Regions from separate parts of the Mus musculus genome. Here all the other regions are linked to region 1. A link is a contact called in public HiChIP or PLAC-seq data. All regions are on one chromosome and are shown on one strand. Each heading gives the region's core, a stretch centred on a gene start, on an enhancer-like site or on the middle of the called end of the contact. The rest is flanking DNA. Distances are from core to core; before and after follow the strand shown. Region 1 has its middle 80 kb from the start of Lpin1. Region 2 has its middle 39 kb from the start of Gm40287. Region 3 has its middle 69 kb from the start of Mir6387. Region 4 has its middle 45 kb from the start of Mir6387.

Evidence for each region. HiChIP or PLAC-seq counts read pairs in DNA pulled down with a chosen protein or histone mark.
Region 2: a contact with region 1 is called in an H3K27ac HiChIP or PLAC-seq map of stem cell-derived neural progenitor cells, with 17 times the contacts expected there. The contact joins two enhancer-like sites. A contact is called at or near these places in 2 of 484 Hi-C or Micro-C datasets (bone marrow-derived DN2 thymocytes and bone marrow-derived macrophages) and 4 of 115 datasets of contacts at active chromatin or transcription factors (neural progenitor cells, oligodendrocyte precursor cells, pancreatic cancer cells and 1 more).
Region 3: an H3K27ac HiChIP or PLAC-seq map of stem cell-derived neural progenitor cells shows a contact between it and region 1, with 8 times the contacts expected there. The contact joins two enhancer-like sites. A contact is called at or near these places in 3 of 484 Hi-C or Micro-C datasets (Th2 cells, cerebellum and stem cell-derived motor neurons) and 2 of 115 datasets of contacts at active chromatin or transcription factors (pancreatic cancer cells and stem cell-derived neural progenitor cells).
Region 4: a contact with region 1 is called in an H3K27ac HiChIP or PLAC-seq map of regulatory T cells, with 10 times the contacts expected there. The contact joins two enhancer-like sites. A contact is called at or near these places in 4 of 484 Hi-C or Micro-C datasets (bone marrow-derived macrophages, cerebral cortex and nephron progenitors) and 3 of 115 datasets of contacts at active chromatin or transcription factors (pancreatic cancer cells, regulatory T cells and stem cell-derived neural progenitor cells).

Annotation. Positions count from the first base shown.
Region 1 is chr12:16,506,941-16,511,696 of GRCm38.p6, forward strand. No RefSeq gene overlaps it. Among named protein-coding and RNA genes, the nearest start is that of Lpin1, 80 kb to the right of the region's middle. Within about 2 kb of position 2,626, at least 69 of the 459 cell types and tissues checked have an H3K27ac peak or open chromatin away from gene starts, as enhancers often do. A contact at or near this core is called in neural progenitor cells, oligodendrocyte precursor cells, regulatory T cells and 1 more, where this site is marked.
Region 2 is chr12:15,564,459-15,569,214 of GRCm38.p6, forward strand. No RefSeq gene overlaps it. Among named protein-coding and RNA genes, the nearest start is that of Gm40287, 39 kb to the right of the region's middle. Within about 2 kb of position 1,828, at least 93 of the 459 cell types and tissues checked have an H3K27ac peak or open chromatin away from gene starts, as enhancers often do. A contact at or near this core is called in neural progenitor cells, oligodendrocyte precursor cells and stem cell-derived neural progenitor cells, where this site is marked.
Region 3 is chr12:15,729,385-15,734,140 of GRCm38.p6, forward strand. No RefSeq gene overlaps it. Among named protein-coding and RNA genes, the nearest start is that of Mir6387, 69 kb to the right of the region's middle. Within about 2 kb of position 2,112, at least 36 of the 459 cell types and tissues checked have an H3K27ac peak or open chromatin away from gene starts, as enhancers often do. A contact at or near this core is called in stem cell-derived neural progenitor cells, where this site is marked.
Region 4 is chr12:15,753,299-15,758,054 of GRCm38.p6, forward strand. No RefSeq gene overlaps it. Among named protein-coding and RNA genes, the nearest start is that of Mir6387, 45 kb to the right of the region's middle. Within about 2 kb of position 2,188, at least 12 of the 459 cell types and tissues checked have an H3K27ac peak or open chromatin away from gene starts, as enhancers often do. A contact at or near this core is called in regulatory T cells, where this site is marked.

The sequences.
Region 1 (4,756 bases), core at 1,376-3,875:
ATGTCAGCTAATAGGGGCCCTGGAGGCAGTTTGCCCTGCTCAGCTAGAGGGAAAATCATCACACAGAAAAATCAGCTCCACCTGTCAGTTGTGGTTCCAAAGACAGGCAGCCCTTCCCTTCCCCTCTGCTAAGCGGCAAAGCCTCTCTAGTTGACATTTTTTTTGAGAGATGGATTGAGACTGACATTCTAAGCATGAGAGCAGGGGAAGTTACAGACCAAAAAATAATAATGATAAAGCAGACTCAGCCCTGGAAAAACACAAAGCACCATATGTCTACAAATAAATTAACAAGCCGGCGCTGGGAGACGTCTCAGTCAGTGAAGTGCCTGACTGCAAGTGTGGAGACAGGAACTCCAAAGGAACTCCAAAGGCACCGCGGAGGCAGGAGGATCCCCGGGGCTCACTGGTCAGCCAGTCTAGGGGAAGTAATAAGACTCATAGTTCAGTGAGCAACGATGTCTCGAGAAGTCAAGCAGAGAGGAGCAGCGGAAAACCCCAATGGCATCTATGTGCACAATATACTCACCTCTATAGACATATATACTCACTCCACCTGGACAGCACAGAAGAGCTGACCCTAGCAGTGGGGGCGCAGGTGAGCCAGCCTGAGGGGGGGGGGGAGCGTGGAAAAGCTGGCCCTGCCACTCATCTGTCTGCCACGAGGTGGTGTGTGTGCAAGGGTGACACTCCATGACGGCCCCTCACTACCTGCAGCAGTCAGGAGAGCTGGCCCTGTTCTTCCCAGGCTGAAGCACTTGGGAGACCAAGACCCTGCACCTGACAAGCAGGGCTCGTTGCATCCTTATTAGCTACCGCTGTGGAACTTACCCATTTACTTAAAACTGAGTGTCAGGGATGCCCAGAGGGCCACCTCAATGACAAACCTCTTTCTACCCCACTCTCCATTGGGAAGCATCATGAAGCAGTATAGCTTGTCTTTCTTCCTGAGGAGCAGGGCCCATAACTCCTCCCAGGACAGCCACTCCTGGAATGGCTCTTCACAAGGAACCCAGTACAACCTGGAAGGAGCTGCAACCCTCGGGGTTGATGGACTCACATTACCTGATGGTTACAAGTGCCCTCTAGAAACCAAGACTTCCAGAACCGTGAGACTTAACACTTTAGGGATCAGGAAAGCCCAATATGGTTGCTGAATGACAAGGAGCAGGCCACTCTTATGTCACCTTTTAGCTCCAGGCTTCATAGATCTACAGTGTGTCTCACCTGGGAATTTCTGTGTCTGTTTTCTTACCCCCCTACTCCACCTTTGGCCAGAGGCTCCTGGAGGACAAAGTCCATTTTTGCATGTTTCTGTGTATATACTAAGAGAAGTCCTATTGTCTGGCATAGAGGATGGGGGATGGGTGGAAGGAAATGTCACTTTCTTATGTATGGCTGTGATGTGTGTTTATTTGTACACAGGCACACATGTGTGCATTGCGTGTGCATGTGCATTTACATGTGCAACCTCGGGTATCATTTCTCAGATACTCTCTCCCCTTGTTTGTTTTGGGGATTTTTTGGTTGTTTAGTTGTTTGGGGGTTTTGTTGTGTTTTGTTTTGTTTTGTTTTGTTTTGTTTTGAGACAGGGTAGTTCACTGGAACTTGCCAAGTAGGTTAGACTAGTTAGACAATGAACCCCAGTGAGACAGAACCTTTTTCTGCCACCCCAATGCTGGTATTAGAAGCAAGAGCCACCAAGCCCTGCTTCTTTTCCCATGAGTTCTGGGGGTAAAATATAGTTCCTTGTGCTTATAAGACAAGCACTTTACTGGCTAATCTGTCTCTAAGTCTTAAAGATACTTTCTTATGCCATGGCTAACACATTTTTGGAACATCTGCCCTATTTTTTAAATACCAACTACAGTCCTGATACTGAATACTGAGTCAATAGGTCAGAGTGTCCCATTGGGACCAGCACAGGATACCTGCAAAACAAAAGTGGGAAGTAAAGAGCCAGCAAAGTTAAAAATATTATGACAGTCCATCTGTGGTCAGAAAGAGAAAAGGCATGGTGATACTGGCCTTTCCAAGAGACTTGCTTGGCCCTTGGGAAAATCGGGTCTGAAGTCAAGACCCATTTCCCTGCTGGGCAAAGCTTTCTTTACTTGAAAATCAGAGCAGACAGATCCTCAGTAGAGGCCACAGACAAAAAGTAGGTTTCTGTCCGAAAGGCCAGGAGTTCTTCGGGCTTGGAGCTGGGGGAGAGAGCGCTTGTAGAGAGTATGCATGGCTGAGGGTGTGTTCTCTGAATGTCTTTCCTTGGCTAGAAAGAACCTGGAGGAGAAGCAGTCGGGAAACATTTGGGAAAGGTCTAAAGTCACAAAGGAGTCCAGGAGTCCTCTGTGCAAAGCCAGTAGGCAGCCCATGAGGCATTCACAGGAAACAAAGAGAGAGAAAAAGAGGTCAAAAGAGCCCTCCAACCCTGCATTCATCATTCAGTTCGATCTTCAAGGAATCTGCTGACTGACACAAATTGTTTTATGTGACTTTCTGCCTGGGACCTGAAAGGACAGGCCCCTCCCAAGAAGGAGAAGATGGGGCTGAATGGGGGCGAGGCCGCGGGGGCGGGGGAGTGGAGAGACACAGGAAGCCACGACCTTAGTTCCCACGGGGGTGTTGGGCGCCATCTACTGGTAATCAAAAGAACCACTCATACCTTTTGAAGAAGGCTGTTTCTTAGAAGTGGGTATGTATGCAAAGGGAAACAGAGCCTTTCTCACTGTAGGGAGCCAGCTCTGCCTCCCCTGAGCGTGGTCTCCCGACACATAGCAATTATTCTACAATGAGAATCCAGGGTTCAAAGGCCATAGTTAGTCTGCCAAGAGCAAGAATGTGCACACTGATTGCCGCTAAGAGTACCACTCCTTATCCTAAATTCAGTAGCTGAAAGTCTTCCTGCAACATCGCTTGCCTTGTGAGTGGTTGAATGTGGCTTGAGTAACTGGTTCTTTTGTCATACAGCTGTAAGAATCCAGCAAAAGAGGCAAAAGTGAATGCAGAGATGTGAACAGTAGCTGCAGCAGCAGGCGGCTCTCAGGATGCCCGGGGCATAGCCACCCCTGTGCCTTTTTCATCTACAGCATGACAAACATTTCAAAGTTCAGGGCTGATTTCACTCCTTTCTGACCCCTGCCCTGCACTCGGCTATCCTAGACAAGTTAAAGAAAGGAGAAAGAACAAATCAAGCTGGCTAAGCTGGTTTCACACTTCAAAGACCCTTGAACCAGTCTGAGGTGACAGGTAACAGACCACCACTAAAGCTGTGAAGGAGCATTGAGAGTGTAATACTTTATTCCAGCTGCTTCATTGTCTCCTGGCTGGGAGCAAGACCCTCATTGTCTCAAAAGTCCTGTGATATTTGAGCCTACCTTGCCTCTGTTTGGCTGTACCAACCCCTCCAGCCAATCTCCTCCCCACCCGCCTCCCTTCACCCAGTGCCTTCCATCATGTTGGTCCTTCTGCACACAGCCAAAACCACGGCCACTGCCTTGGTCATGGTGTCTTTTCACAGCAATAGGACAGTGTCTAAGACACCTGCCCACCTCAATTAGCAATCAAGACAATTCCCAAAGATATGACCACAGTCCAAGTACCCCAGTAATTGATCTCAATAAGTTTTCTCATTAATCCCTCTTCCTGAGTAATTTCAGGTTGTCAAACTACAATGGAAATAACTACTGACCTGAGATTTTCACCTCTGTCCTAAGACTCCAAGACTTCCATTGCAATGGCCCCTCCAGGAAGGGAAGAAGACACCAAACATTGCCAAGCGTCAGCAACAACACACCTGTGGCTTTAGCTGCTCCTGGGCAAACATTTGCATCCTTTTCTGACAGAGAAAGAGAGAAGCTCCAAGAGGGAAAACCAGTGGCCCAAGAACATGCTGCTTGCCAGTGAGCATCAGGGCTCTCTCCAGCCTTGTAGTGCAATGAGCCTGCCCCCTGCACTGCTTCATGAGGGCAGGAGGCCAAGAAGATAGGCTGACCCTCTTCTTGCACTCTAAATGACTTCTTTCCAACTTGTAGTCATGCCGATGAATGACATTAACTCTGCTTTAGGATTTGTGGGTTCCTTCATGTATTCAAACGGACATAGCAGAGAAGAAGGCTGCATGTGTATATGTTATTTGCTCACTAATCACTCATACTGTGTGCCCTGCAGACCACAAGACACTGCCTGTCTTATCCTAGGCACATCACAGGGAACAGGGGACAGAACTGCCCGTATCTGGACCAAAAGGCAGTTCCCCAGGCAGTTAAGGTTGACAGTAAGTGTGCTACTTATTTTAATAGACCTCCGAAAAGGCATAAAGGCAAGACCCTATTGTGCCACCTGTTAGACCAAGTTTCAGCCTAGCAATTGCTTGTCCTGCTCTCTGGGCCAGCTCTATCCTGGCTGTCTCAGAAATACCTCATGTTATGAGCCCAAAGACACTTCATCCTGTGGATACAGAGAAACAGGAGACTCCCGATGCATGATTTCCAATAGAAAACACAACCCAGACACATACAGGAACTCCCTTCTACAGAGCAAAATCCCAGCTATGGTAGAGGTGTTTGCACCTGTATTCTTCAATTTCTGATCCAGTAAAAAAAAAGGATCAGGGTGTGTGTGGCTGCTGGGTATCAGGTCTTCTGTCCTAGGCAAGGGAGTTCCAGCAGAAACAAAAATGAATAAAATCATCTGGCCACAGGTAACTTGAAAACAGACAAAAACAAACAAATGAGCAAACAAAACAATGACATACAAA
Region 2 (4,756 bases), core at 578-3,077, 940 kb before region 1:
ATAACTCCAGTTCCAGAGGATTTAACACCTGCTGGCCTTGCATATGCACACACATGTAAATAAAGAAATCTATTTTAAGAAGGAAGAAACAGGACCAAAAAGACTAGTTAAGGAATGGCATGAAAATTTAGTATAAAGTGATAGTCCATACATAGGTTGCAGGGATTGGGGCACAACAGAGATATGTCACTTTATTGGAAATTTAAGAAAGTATCTGGGTTTCCCAAGCTATCTTTTAATAATAAGATTATTTGGCCCTGTACATGTCAACCTTTTTAAATATACATGTGCTTTACACCACAGAACTCCCCGTGTAGTTTGTCATATTTATTTAAATTTCTCCAGGCTATTCCAATTAATCTCCAGTTAGCTTTGTTCTCTTCACTTCAATCCAAGAAATCATTCTGCATTGTGAACCTGCTCAGACCAGGGTCCAGCTAATGACAGACAAGACCTACTTACAATTCAAGCATTGCTAGCTGTGAGAACAAGATTCTTTACACATCTAGAGTCTTATTTTAGCTGTAAATTCTGGGATGTTGTGCTTTTAATGTCTGTCTGGAAAGTACCTATAGTACCTTCAACCCAAATGGAAAACTATAATGTCTATTCCATATAAAACACCTAGAACTCCTATGGTATCTTATGCTATCTCTCTGTATTTTCCTTTCATCTGTTTGTTTCTTAAATTTATTTTTGATGCAGTAGGAAATGCATTTTATTCTATTTCAAAGGAAGTTGAGAGGTCTTATAAGCTAATCTTTGAACATTAATATCTTAGATATATACAAATTGTAAAATAGACAAAAATACAATTTTTTATAATATTCTCCTTCAACTTTTTACAGGTTTAATACAGATACAGTGTGCTATTTTTTAATACAAGGACATACTATACTTTGAGTGTATTCCCTAAGTAGACCAGTACTCTCCTCTGCTTCCCTGTCTCTTCTACTTCCAGGTAGTCCTTTCTCTTCTCCTAGACTATTCTATTTGCAGACAATCAATGCCAAGTGGGGACATGATGATTGCATAATTTAATTATGCATGAATTAGTGTCTTGACCTTAGCAACATTTTCAGCAACAGAGTCAGAAATTTTGAAAACTATAATTACTTAAAAAAAAATAAGCATAGCCTAGATTCTGGTTGTATAATAACGATACCAGACTATCTGATGGGTTCCAGACAGTGTATTTGTCCAGGTATTTTCTTTACTCTATGATGGCAACTTGTCAGCTTAGTGAATATCTACTTACAGGAATATGTAGCCAGATATTTAAATTTATTTGGAGTTCAGCCTAACTTATTAATCAATCAGCACAACTAAGCATTTAAAGTGTCAAGAACCATATCTGACAGACCCAGACATAGAGCGGAGGATGGTCCGTCACATGATAATGATCGAAAAAGAGACGGGCATGGTAGAGGGCAAAATTGTGGCTGGCAACAAGCATCAGATTTTAGTTTTCTGCAAATGAACCTAGTCTAGGGGAGTTGTTCAATGTACATGTAACTGTCTGTGAAAGTGGTGAGCTTCCAGGACAAGAGAAAAATAACAAAACAATATTGAGATATAACTTTTTTTCCTACCACTTACACAATTTTAGTTTTGTAGATGAGAATTGAGATGAGTGAAAAAAAAAATGCCAATCACTGCTAGTGTTCTTTCTTGCTGCACTCCAATTATATAACAAAACTCAGGCATTTTAACAAGCAGAGGGCTTTTCAAAAAAAAAAAAAAACCCTCTGAGAACAGAGGAACCCAATTCAACTGTACTCAGAGTGGGAAGGAAGCAGACAGGATGACCTCATTGTTGTGTTTCTAGGAAAGATGAGTCATGCAGTCTGCTCAGATTCAGGGTAGCTGGAGGGAAGCTGGATATCCATGATGCTTTCTTCCTTTTTAATAGGGACCAGTCTCATGTTTCTTTTCAAACAAAAGGAAAGAAAACACTTAGAAACTGGCCCAAATGAAGACAACATCGCTAGAATGTTCTGGAAAATATAAATAAATCTGTTTCAACTTGAGATTAATTGAGTTGAGTGTGGAGGGTGGGTAGGAAATAAGGGTCACATAAACTATCCAAAATCCCAGGCTCTCCTCTTTCTCCCTCCTGCCAGCAAGCATCCGCAAGTTCAATTCCAAGTTCCCTTTGATTCCCTTGCAAGAACAAAGGCCTAGTTCAGAGCAATGCAGCAGTGTAAGAAGGGGCAGGGAGCAGCCAGAGGCATCTGCAGCTGCATCAGACCCCATGAGGAGGGAGGGGACTGAAGGGGACATTCATGCTTCTCTCCAGGACAAACGTCTGTTGCTAAGTGGAGTGTGGTAGGCATCGCTGGGAAAGCTTTTTCTTCTTAATCGCTCCAAACTTTATACTGTGGTTTTATGACCCTATAACACAGCGTTTACTGAAAAGTCTACTACAGAGCAGGTGCTGTGGAGATTTATGGATGCAGAATTGCCACAGTGCCTAAGGGGCACCTGATTGCCATGTCCTGAGAGACTCTCTGCTGATCACTGTGGTTTTACCTGTTCTGGAAAGTTGTTATGCCACTTTATCAGTCTCTAAGAAGAAAAATAGAGGTCACGGTGACCTTTTATCAAGAGTGGGGAAATGTAAAATGTACATTTTCCTTGAAGCTCCATTTCATCAGATTCATCATAGCAGGAAAACAGCTTGGAATCCTACTGCAGGTTTGTTTGCTTTCACAGCAGGCTAGTGGTGACTTCCTAAAATTAGAGCTCAAATTCTAACAATATCCAAAAACAGCGTCCCTATAGCTTGGCTCTGAAGTTGTAGCAAGTATTAAATGTATTAATAAAATCTTAAGGATTTAAAATATTTTATTTCAGAGAATTTCATAGACATAAGCAATTAATTATGGCCATATCTAGGCTCTCTTTCTTCCTCTAGCTTCCATTTCTGCAAAAATAGAAACCGTTAAACTTCATCTTGTCATACATAATCACTAAATTCAATTAGTACTGCCTAGAGGAGCGTGTTGAAAGGGGGCTTTTAAATGATTTAAAAATATTTATTTGTCTTATTTTTATTTAAATCTATGTCTTTGTCTATGTAAGTATCTGACATATATGTGTAGCTAGCTGCCCACAGAGGACAGAAGAACATTTCAGGTACCCTGGAGCTGAAGGTAGAGTTGCTGTGAGCCACTTGTCTGGCTTCTGGAAAAGAAACTCTCAGGTTTTTGAAAGGATGTGTTCCTAACCACTGAGCCATTCCTCCAGACCCATTTCAGAGTTCTCTAAAAGGATTTCAACCTGGGTAAATTTTCCCTTCCTTCTCTTTCTTTTGTTGTTGTTTTACAATGTAGGGGATCCAACCAGAGCTTTTCACATGTGAAGGTTGACAAACCCAAGGACTTGTGCATGCTTCATCCTCAGCCCATCTTCCCAACCCCATTTTTTGAACTAGGAACCTCAAACACAGCAAGGACAATGACTTATCCAAGGTTCCCGAGCTATAGGCCGTCCTGGGTTTCGGCAACAATGTTATGACCTTGAAGGTTCTGCAACTTCAGAAGGACCCCACCAGGCCAAACAGTTACACATGAGGTTTGTTGAGAGAGAAGAGCAAGGTGGTAGCAGAAAGAGAAGGGGGAAAGAGAGAGAGATTGGGAGGGGGGGGTGACATAATCACAGGTAAAGGTGGGAAGTGAGCCAAGGGGATTCAGGGAATATAGTGGCTGTTGCCTTGGCAACAGGTCTGCAGGTTCCACCTATGTGATGTTACTGGTTTCAGAGGTCCTGATACCAACACTAGGAATGCTATATGCAAGGTATGTATTTTGATTAAATTCATGTCATGGGACAACTGTTTCAAGTAGACTTGGCATATTCTCTTCCTGCCAAGGCTAACAATGTAACATCCAATTTTGGTAAATACACAGAATTAGTTTTATTCCTATAAAATGTATCTCAGGAAAGATAGCTCAGCAGTTAGGAGTGATTGCTGTTCTTCCAGAGGAGTGGAACTCAGTTCCCAACATCTACAAAGAATAATGGCTCACAATCTCCTGTAACTCTAGTTTCAAAGAATCAGATAATCTCTTCTGATTTCTGGTAAGCCCCTGTACTCGCTTGTACATACTTACAGTTAGATACTTACTTATACATAATTAAAAGATAAAATAGAATTTCTTAAAATTTATATTACATATCTGTGAAATTATAAAGCAGTTCCATTAAAGTGAATTTTAAAAATCCTTTTCAGTTCACAGGGATACATAACCATTATAATTTCATTTGATTCTTTTGAAAAATGATTCATTTGTGTATATTTTATGTGTATCATTGTGCTGCATGTATTCATGTCTGGGCACCATGTCCATGCAATGCATACCTGGAGAACAGAATACAGAATCAGATCCCCTGAAACTGGAGTTAAAATGGTTGTTAGTTGATCTGTGGGTGCTGGGAATCAACCCCTGTTCCTCTGGAAGGACTGCCAGTGTTCTTCACCACTGAGCCAGTCTCAGCTGATTCTCTTCTGTGTCTGCTTTCCCTGCTTCAGGATGATAACTATTCATCCTTTTCAGTTTTCAGCTCAGACTCTCATTTTTCAGTTCTACTAGCGGATCCTCCTCCTTAAGGTAGCACAACTGATGGAGTAAGTGGCTTCACTCTTCCCACTTAGATGATAATTCACTCGTATATAAATTCCATAATGAAAAAGAACTTGGAACAGTTTCACTTACATTCTGTACTTTAATATCTAAGATAATTGAGGAGAAAT
Region 3 (4,756 bases), core at 862-3,361, 780 kb before region 1:
CAAGCCCTCTGAGGGAGCTACACAGGTCCAAATGTCTTCCAAGAAGAAATCATGCCCATGTATTGATGAAAAGAGATCTCCCTGGAGATAGACTTCATGGCTTCTGCATTGACATGTATGTAACTGGCTACATTGTAGCAGTGTAAGAGTGAGATGTATCATTTCACGAAAAACATAACTTGAGCAGACGCTCCCTTGATAGATTGAATTTCTCCCAAATATGATGATTGTTTCCTTCTTGAGGGTGGTAAATTCTTTAGATCATGAAAATTTTTTAAGTAGAAGTAAATTTGCTGCTGGAAAAAAATGTTGTACATAGCATTCATATAACTGGACCATCTATATCTGCAGATTCTGTCAACAGCTCTCGCATGGATCCCTGCACCACACTAACCCACCCCTTAGGTCCTGTTCAACCTTCCTCTCTTTCCAAGAATGGAATCTTGCCTCATGACCCCCGTGCTTCCTTCATGCATAATTTCCTCTCTGCATGAAAGCTGTGCCAAAATGTTGTAGCTGTTTCCAATACATGGCTTCTCCATGTTCCGCTGAAATTTTCTACTTTACTCTGGGGACTGCAACACCCAATTCCTGACCTTGGCTTGTGGGTTTCACTGTGTGAGTTAGAGCACACTTTTAGGATCAACAAATTCACATCAACTGCTTCCCACAGCCTTACAAATAACAAAGAGTAAGGAAGAGGGCATAACTAATGGCTGGGGTGAAACAGAGAATTGGTTTGCTCCGTCAATGAGATGCCTAATGGGTTATCTAATCCCATCAGCTCAACCCTAAACAGATGTAAATATAAGCAACACTAAATGAACTCCATACATTTTATATATATAAAAGAAGAGGCCATATATTTGAGAGGGAGTGGAGGTAGACACAGGAGGATTTGGTGAAAGAAAAGTTGGTGAGAATGATATAAACACAGTACTCATATATAATAAAAGTTAAAAATTTTTAATTTAAAAAAATGTAAGAAATTGGTAATGTCATGGTTCAAGATTCAGCGTCTACTTTCAGATGAATTCTGGCTCAAAGCCTACACCCCTCAATTTCAACCTATAGGAACAAGATAAATCATTTAAGTGTATTAGATCTCAATAACGTCATTTAAGTACCTAAAATAAAATAGTTTATTAAGGGATTATCTTGAATATTTAATGAGACAGTTTATCTACAAAGTGGCTGCCATTTTTTTTTAATTTTAAAAGCATGCAATTAGTTGAGTGTAAAAAAACAAAACAAAACAATTGTTTAATGCCCAGAAAAGATACACTACTACATTATTTTAAAACAATTGATACATTTATTAAATTATCTGTATATGTATTTATGGCAGAGGTGCTTGTGTTCCACAGTGAAATTCTGAAGGTCAGAACACAATTTGCAAGTCAGCTTTTTATCAAACCCATGTCATCAAGCTTGATGGCAGCCACCTTTCCCCACCGATCCACCTTTCTGACCCAAGAGCTACATTGTTTTTACTAATTAATTAAATGAGGGGAGAACCTGTAGGTTCTTAACCACAGGATAATTATCAAAATGATATGCCCATTTTATGAAAAGGGAAAAGAGGTTAATAACTGTGGATCATTTGCTATTTTAAAATTTGGAGAGGAAAACTCCCAAAGGCTGTAGAAACAGTTAATACAGAAATGTACTCTATAGTTTCTTGTACTAGTGAGACTTGAGGATTAGCTAAAGCTTGGCAGTTAGCTTCCTGGTGGCCGAACAAGAAGAGAAATATAACAAATTGCAAACTACTCGATATCCACAAGGTAAAAGATAGCTCAAACTTAAGGAAGAGGACAGTTGGCTGTACTGTACTGTCTTCAGCCCCTTGGTTTATTTGTTCTCCTTAGCTGGGTCCTCACAATGTTACATGATCCTGTTGGAATTTGGTTGGTCCCTTAAAGGTGAAGAATATTTCAGAGTCTCCCCAGCAGAAGTAAATTACCCTCAGAAGGGAGAAGAGCTTCATTTTCCAGCTGGCAAGCAGCTGGTGTGCACTCTCGCCTTTTTGATGAATGGAGCCATTACATTATCTGTCTCCTGTATTCTGGACCACCCAGCACCTTCTTGGCATTGTCTTTGCTTGGGAATAATAGTGTCTTTGTTTGGCTTGCCAAAACACTGTTTCTGCAATGTGACCCGCTGGAGAAGAGTTCCTAGCTGAGCCATTTCCTCTTTGAGAGGCTTTGGCCCTTTTTTTGAGTGTGGAAGGGCTGTCTAAAGACTAGAAAAGTATTCATCTCCCCAAGGACCCGCAGTGAGTTTCGGATCCTATGCCATTGCCTCCATCAGCATCTTCCCACTGAGGAGGTACTCTCCCTTGGCTAGACAAATAACACATATTTTCTCAGCTCACCCTCTTGGCAAGTCTAAAATGCCTATTTCTTGTTATATGGATGAAAAGACTGAAGTCCATGGGTAGAAGGACATAGCCAAGATCACACAGCAGGAGCAAAACAGGAAAGTCACTTGCATTCTGAAGTCTGTGGTCTTCTGAATGCACAATAATCTCACAGAATAATATTTCATCAAGGACCCAATGAGGCAAGCATTTTGTTTTTTCTCATTTATTCAGTAAATGCTTAATATATAGTGACAAAAATAGACTAAGTGGTAACATAGGCCTTGGGGTGAAAGAGACACGTATAGCGCTGCCTTAGAATTTCAGTTCCACAGCTGTAGATAGACAGATCATATGGCTTTAGGACAGCTGATAGACAGAGTTCTTTGTTTTGCCTTGTACTTCAGGGTCTTCTGCAATACAATCAACCTCAGACAACCATTTTTGAAAGCTTCAGTAAGATATGTACCAGGGAGTTTGTCCTATATTAACCATAAATTATAAAGAATACAGTGGCAGGTCAGATAACTCAGTGGGTAAAGGTGCCTCAGTCATACTTGAGTTTGAGACCTGGGACCACGTTGTAAAAGTAAAGGATTGGCTTCTCTAAGTTGTCCTCTAACACATACACGTGCACTGTGGCATGCCATTCATTACAAAGAATATTAAGACCTTCTACGGTATATAAAACCACATAGAAACCCTTTTTTTCTGTTAAATGTTCAATAAGTGCCCTAGGACAGCAGGTGCTAAGAAAGTGTGGTCTGAACTCCTCTCATTTAGAGTTTTTCCAAGGAACATTCTTGAGGAGAGTTGAATGTACAAATTCATATAAGAAAATTGAACACTTTCCTCACATAGATCCGAATCCTTCCTCACTGTCTTTGAAGCCTTGGTAAACTGGAAATAACAATGATTTATGTTTTCAGGAATGACAAAGTCTTTTGCTTTGTGAAAAAACAACAACAACAACAACAAAACAAAACCAGAAAGGCCCATTTGTAAAATGAGTCCAATAACTACAGCAATTGGATATTTTCCTTTGCAATCATGGTTTCCATCCTTTCCATGCCAAATGCTATTATTCTGATAGATGATAATTCATAATTGAAATGTATTTCATCTCTATTGACAGATAACTCCAACTCCTCTAGGCATGGCCTCATATGCCTGCAGTCCTAATAACACTCAGGAACATGAGGCAGGGTGATCATAAATGTGAAGACAGTCTTGTCTACATAGTGAGTTCCAAGCCAAAATGGGATACTTCGTGAAATCATAATTCAACTGCATTCCACCGTAAATTGGAAAAAGGAAACCAACTCCAATTCACTCTAAGATCAGTACCTTTGTAGGACCAGAATGTTCTTCTCAACATGAAGTTAAGACTTTGCCTGCTTGCTCTTAAGCCCACTGTAAGTCCAATCTTAGAACATGACCCAGAGTTTTTGTAATTTTGTCCAAATAATCATTGACAAGTTCTTATTTTTCTTTCTGCATAGAAGATAAATGTGACTTCCTCTCTATCATGTTTAAATTCAATTTCCTTGTGGTAGAGATTTCCAAGCACTAATGGACCAGTCTTCCTGCAGATCACTTTGAGATTTAAATGTCTGTTGTTCTATCTCAGCTGTTGTTCTGTCTTGGCTTTACCAATGTCTTTCTCGTGCCTACTCTGATGCTCCGTTCTTCTTTTACAAGTCCCCCAGTGCACTCAGCTTCATGGCAGCAGGGCTTCTAGTCTGCATTGGCTGATTTAAAAGTTTTCTCACCAACTTTAATTGTTAGAGAGAGGATGCTGGGGATCAAAGAAGACTGAACTGGTGTGCATCTTGCTGGCTTGAGGGAGCAATGCACACTTTCCTATGGGAGAATGCCCTGGTGTCACTGTCACCAAGGGTAGCAGCTAACCCACCAAGTCAGCAAAGGAGAGCTTATCAGGAGAGTCATTATTGTACAGTCGATAACTAAAGTATTAATAAATGACATTTTAATGCTAGAAAGTGTCATCAATTTTACTTTGTAGCATTCATGAAATTATATGTGTTGAATAGGTTCAGTGACTATTTGTAGTGTCTTCATGTTTTGTCCTGTTTTCTTGAAGTCATTTCCATTTATTTGACTATTCAGATTAGTTTATGTATTAGTAGGAGGCTTCTGATGTTGAGGGGTTTTGTTGTATTTTTTGATTCAGCTACAATCTGTTCAAATCTTAATTTAGATTTTTCTAGTGATTTTATAATTTTGTTCATGCATTATATAAATATTTACATTTAAGCCAATACCAGTTGGGCCTGATCTTTGAGGTTATAACTGAGGGTAGTTTTAGTAATCATAGTGTAGTATAGTTATCCTTTCTATATTAGTGCCATTGCTTGGTAATCAGTAAAGTTA
Region 4 (4,756 bases), core at 938-3,437, 750 kb before region 1:
CCAAGTTTGCATAGCATGCCATTCACAAGGCCTCTCCAGCAGAGATGGCAGCATGCTAATAGACAGAATCAGAATCCTGGATTAAGCCCCTCTCCCATGGGGTCATTGACTTTGAGACAAGGGACCATCAAGTTTCTGGGTACTCACAAGGTCTCCCATGGCTCCCTTTTTACGCTACTCTGTGTCTGTAGATTTTCCAGCCTTAAATCAGTGACTTCCTAGAAAATTAAAAAAAAAAATCTTGTTACTTACCTGCTGTTACTCTTTCACCACTATAGCTTCCAACAACATGCCCCACACCCTTTTCATTATTGTTACAGTGGATATTTTATCTGTGATGGCTACTCTTCATTTTCAGTTTGACTGGATTAAGAAATGCCTAGGGTATTTCTGCCTTTAGTGGATTTTCCAAAGCATATGAACTCTCAGGGGCCTAATGAGTGGGCTGATCTCTTGATGGGTTCAGTATTTGTTGGAATTATCGAGTAGTTGTAAAAGGTAGGAGGCGGGACCTAGATAAAGAAGGCACGTCACTTCATAGAGCTATCTTGTTCTGTCCTCTTCCTCTGCTTGTCCTTGTGTTTGGTTCCCATAGGGAGAAGAGCAATATTCACCAAGCTTCTTAGTCACAGTGGGCTGTTATCTCAGAAACTGCAGAGCAGCAGAGACAATTTCTTTTTTTGTGTGTGTTGTTTTCTTGGACAGTTTGGTCATGATGACAATGACAATGAATACAACAACAATATCCTAACATACCATTATGAAATCAATAATAATTAGAACACTAATGTGCAATGTACCATTTAATTTGAGCCTCAAAAGTCTCTGAATAAAAGCATGACTAGAGAAGATCATTTTCTGTATCAGAAAACTGAGGCAGAATAGTTGGCTTTCAAGAACACAAACATGGGATGCAAATAAGCAAGATTAAGCTAGTGCCCACAGCGTGGCTAATTCCTATGCCCCACATAAGGACTTTAGAACTTAAATTCTTTTTTTTTTTTTTTTTTTTTTTTGGTACTGTCGCGCTTACAAACTTTTTCAAAAAAAAAAAAAAGAAAGAAAGAAAGAAAGAAAGAAAGAAAGAAAGAAAGAAAGAGACAAAACCAAACAAACAAAAAAACAAAAAACAAAAACCTGAAACACCCCAATATTTCTATAGCCCTCTTAGACATATAAACAAACTTACATGTGTTTTCTAGAAAGCTATTTGAATGCTGAGCACAACATAGAAATCATAAAGGCTGAGGCATTTTGTAAGGCAAAAATGGAGAGACAATGGGGAGGATATAGAAATGTCAAGTTAACTTTTTGATGTTCAAATGTTTATTAATACCACTTGGGAACTAACTGTTAAATAGGACCATGAAGGAAGAAAAAATATTCCTCTTGTCTTTCCGCCCTTCAAAGTCCCTCTGTCTCACAGCTGTGAAATTTCAAGTAGGGTGGGAGGGAGTTTTGCAGAGACATTTCAAAGATGGAATCTCCTGTAGGAATGAGCCATGAGTCCCTGGGGGACACTACTGGAGTTCTTTCCCGATGGACTCCTCCTGTTTGGCTTCTTAGTATTGTTTCTCAAACCTCCCTCCAGGAAAACAAATTAGAATATAATAATCAAGAGTACTTGATAAAATACATGTTGGGTGAGATCCTGCCAGCATGGAGGATACTTTTTATAACTGGGGAAACCTTACAATCAAGTTTGCAAAGGGTGGGCCTCACCCAGGAGATGATGTCTGAGCTGTACATGCCCCTAGGGGGATTTGAAACCGTCTCTGGATATTCTCTGGTCATAAATCACTCAAACGCAGATTCTTTCATTTCACACTTTCCACATAACCACAAGAGCCCATAACTCATTAGGATGCTGGGGGTTCACTGATATGTTCTTAAAACTAAAAAGATCCAGGAAGTGTGTGATGCCCTCATTTCACCAACACTTGAGAGCAAACATTTCCTCAGTAAGCTTTGTTCCAACCCCCAGCCCTGAACTTTTACTTCACACAATAGGGGCTGCTCACAAAGGAGGGCAGTGGAGGGAGGTTGAGGACTTCAGCTGAAGAAAAAAGGGTTCCTGGGAGGAACTGATCAGTGACCTTTGGAGAAGAGGGCTTCCCTGTAAGAAGAACATCCATCCATCCATCCATCCATTCATCTAGTCACAACAGCTATCTGGGGATTTCCCAGGTGACACCATCTGAGGTCCTTCTGATCTGCATACAGCATAATACACTGATCTGCTTCTGTGTAGTGTGTGTGTGTGTGTGTGTGTGTGTGTGTGTGTGGTATGGTGTGTCTGTCTGTCTGTCTGTCTGTCTGTCTTTCTGTATGTGTTTTCATATGGAAGTTAAAGCAATGTCATTATCTACCAATTGTCTTCTTCCTTCTTATGAGACAGGGTCTCTTACTAGACTGGTGTTCTCTAAGAAGGCTAAACTGAGATCTCGTGAGCCCAGGGTTCCTTCCACCAGTGTCCTTCTTTCCAGTGCTATGATTACAGGTGTGTACTATCATCCCTGGATTTTCTTCTATCTCTTTTTTCTTTTCCAGTGTGGGGTCTAATAATAGATCCCAAGTCTTACACTGTATAGAGTGAGATGTCCAGCAGTCTATCTGCTTCCTCTTGGTCAATACCTTTCTCATAGTTTGCACATTGACTGCCCTTCTATAGTACTCAGTCACTCAGTAGGAAATATCCCTCCATCCTCATGTCCACCCCTTCATCAAACCTCTCCTCCCTTCCCCCATATTGACTGGATTGGATCATTCAGTGTCTTCTGACACTGTTACTCATTCTTTTTCCTCCTTCTGCCCTTACTCTGTCTCCTCTTCCATGCCTCGGCTCCTTCAGGCCATCTTTTAGCTACTATCTCCAACATTTAAAATTTCTCCACTGATATTGTTAGAAGGATGTTGTTCCTCACATGAGCATATTTGAAATACAACTGGAAGCTTCCTAATCTTCAGTCTTTAATGACCTCAGCCAAGCTTATTATCCCTAATCATTTTTCTGTTTCATTCCTTAAATAGTTTTCTGTTTTCTCCTGATTCCTATAAATCTTTTCTTACTCAGTCTCTGGAAAATTGATATATAAAATTCATGTTATTCACAGTAAGGGGATAGTCACTTCCCAACATTCCATCACTTTAGTTTGTCTATAAAGCCCACATGGGCATTTGCAGTCTGGTTGGTATCTCCCTCACCCTTTTCCATGAGTGTTCGTCCATCAATAGATGATGTTGTACTCTCTCACTTGAAAGGCTACAGTCACAGCCATTGCCATGCAAATCCTAGAGTTAGCATCCCTAGGTTCTTCCCCTAGTTACCTCTTATCTTGTAAACCCCCCATTTAGTAGTTAACTCTTGAGAAGTACTTCATATTCAGACTACCTAATTAAAAGAGTTCTTCAGCATCTCTCCATAATTTAATTGTGACTCACATGATGGAATCTCTGGCTCATGGTTCAGGGAGCAGAATCTACCATGCTGGCAAGGCATGAGAGGTGAGTTTTCCTCCTGTCTATGGAAGCAGGGGGTGTGAACCTTTCTCATATCTTGGTGGATAAGAAAGCAGAGATCTTAGACTGAACCCAAGTCCAGGCTATAACCACCTAGCCCCACCCCTACAACCATAACCCTTGTGTCTAAATGGTTCTACAATTTTCATAACATCACCAGTCACAGGGAGACAAAGTGCTGGAATGTATGATCCTATGGGGGACATTACACATCTAAGTCACAATAACATGAAGTAAGATGCAACCACATGGATGGCCTTCTCTTCAAACCTAAACTTGGGGGTTCTCGATTTGGAGACTAGCAGAAATAAATGTGAACATTTTTTGCCCAAGACAATAATAATGTGGTGTCCAGAGCAAAGACTAGCAGTACCATACCTCAGAATTGTTATCTGTAAATTAAAATAATACAACCTCCTCTATAGAATTATGTAATTATTCAACTACCACCCAGCAAGTTAGTAACAGAGGTGGAATTAGAAGCCTGATCTCCCTTACTTCACATTTGTTTTGTGCTGTCTGTCTGAGTGACTGTAAATGTGTTAACATCTATGTGGATAGTCCCATGGTAAGCCCTGTAATCGACTGCCATTCACTCAGTATCAACTTAACTCAGCAAGATGACATGAAGAGTCTGGGACTCTCTTCATCCGTGGCTGTGTACCTGAAGTGAAAATCACCGCATTTCATATCACCAAACATTCTGCTCTAAGCCGTAAGACGATGACCAGATGGTATGAACAGCTGATTCTCCTTCGAAAACGTGGTAAGAAAAGGCAGGAAATAGAAGAATACAAAAATACTTTTCCAAGTTTGAGGGAGGAAACAGAAGTTGTGCAGAAGAGAGTAAAAACTGCACTTTAAGACGATTAGGCTGAAGCTCAAAGATTTTTAGCAAAAGCTATACATGATCATGCCAGGGATACCATAGCCCCCACAAACATCTTTCTGGGACAATGGTTCTCAACCAATCTAATGCCACAACCCCTTAATACAGTTCCTCATGTTGTGGTGACCCCCAACAATATAATTATTTTTGGCTTCTACTTCAGAACTGTAATTTTGTTACTGTTATGAATCGTAATGTAAGTGTCTAATAAAGGGGTTGTGACCCACAGGTTGAGAACCACTGCTCTAGAGGAAGGAAATTTGCACATCTGAGCTAACATCAAAGCTAAGTAAGTCAATAGAAAATAGAGCCTGGAGGAAGAATTTTGCTGCCCTCAGCTAGAGAGTC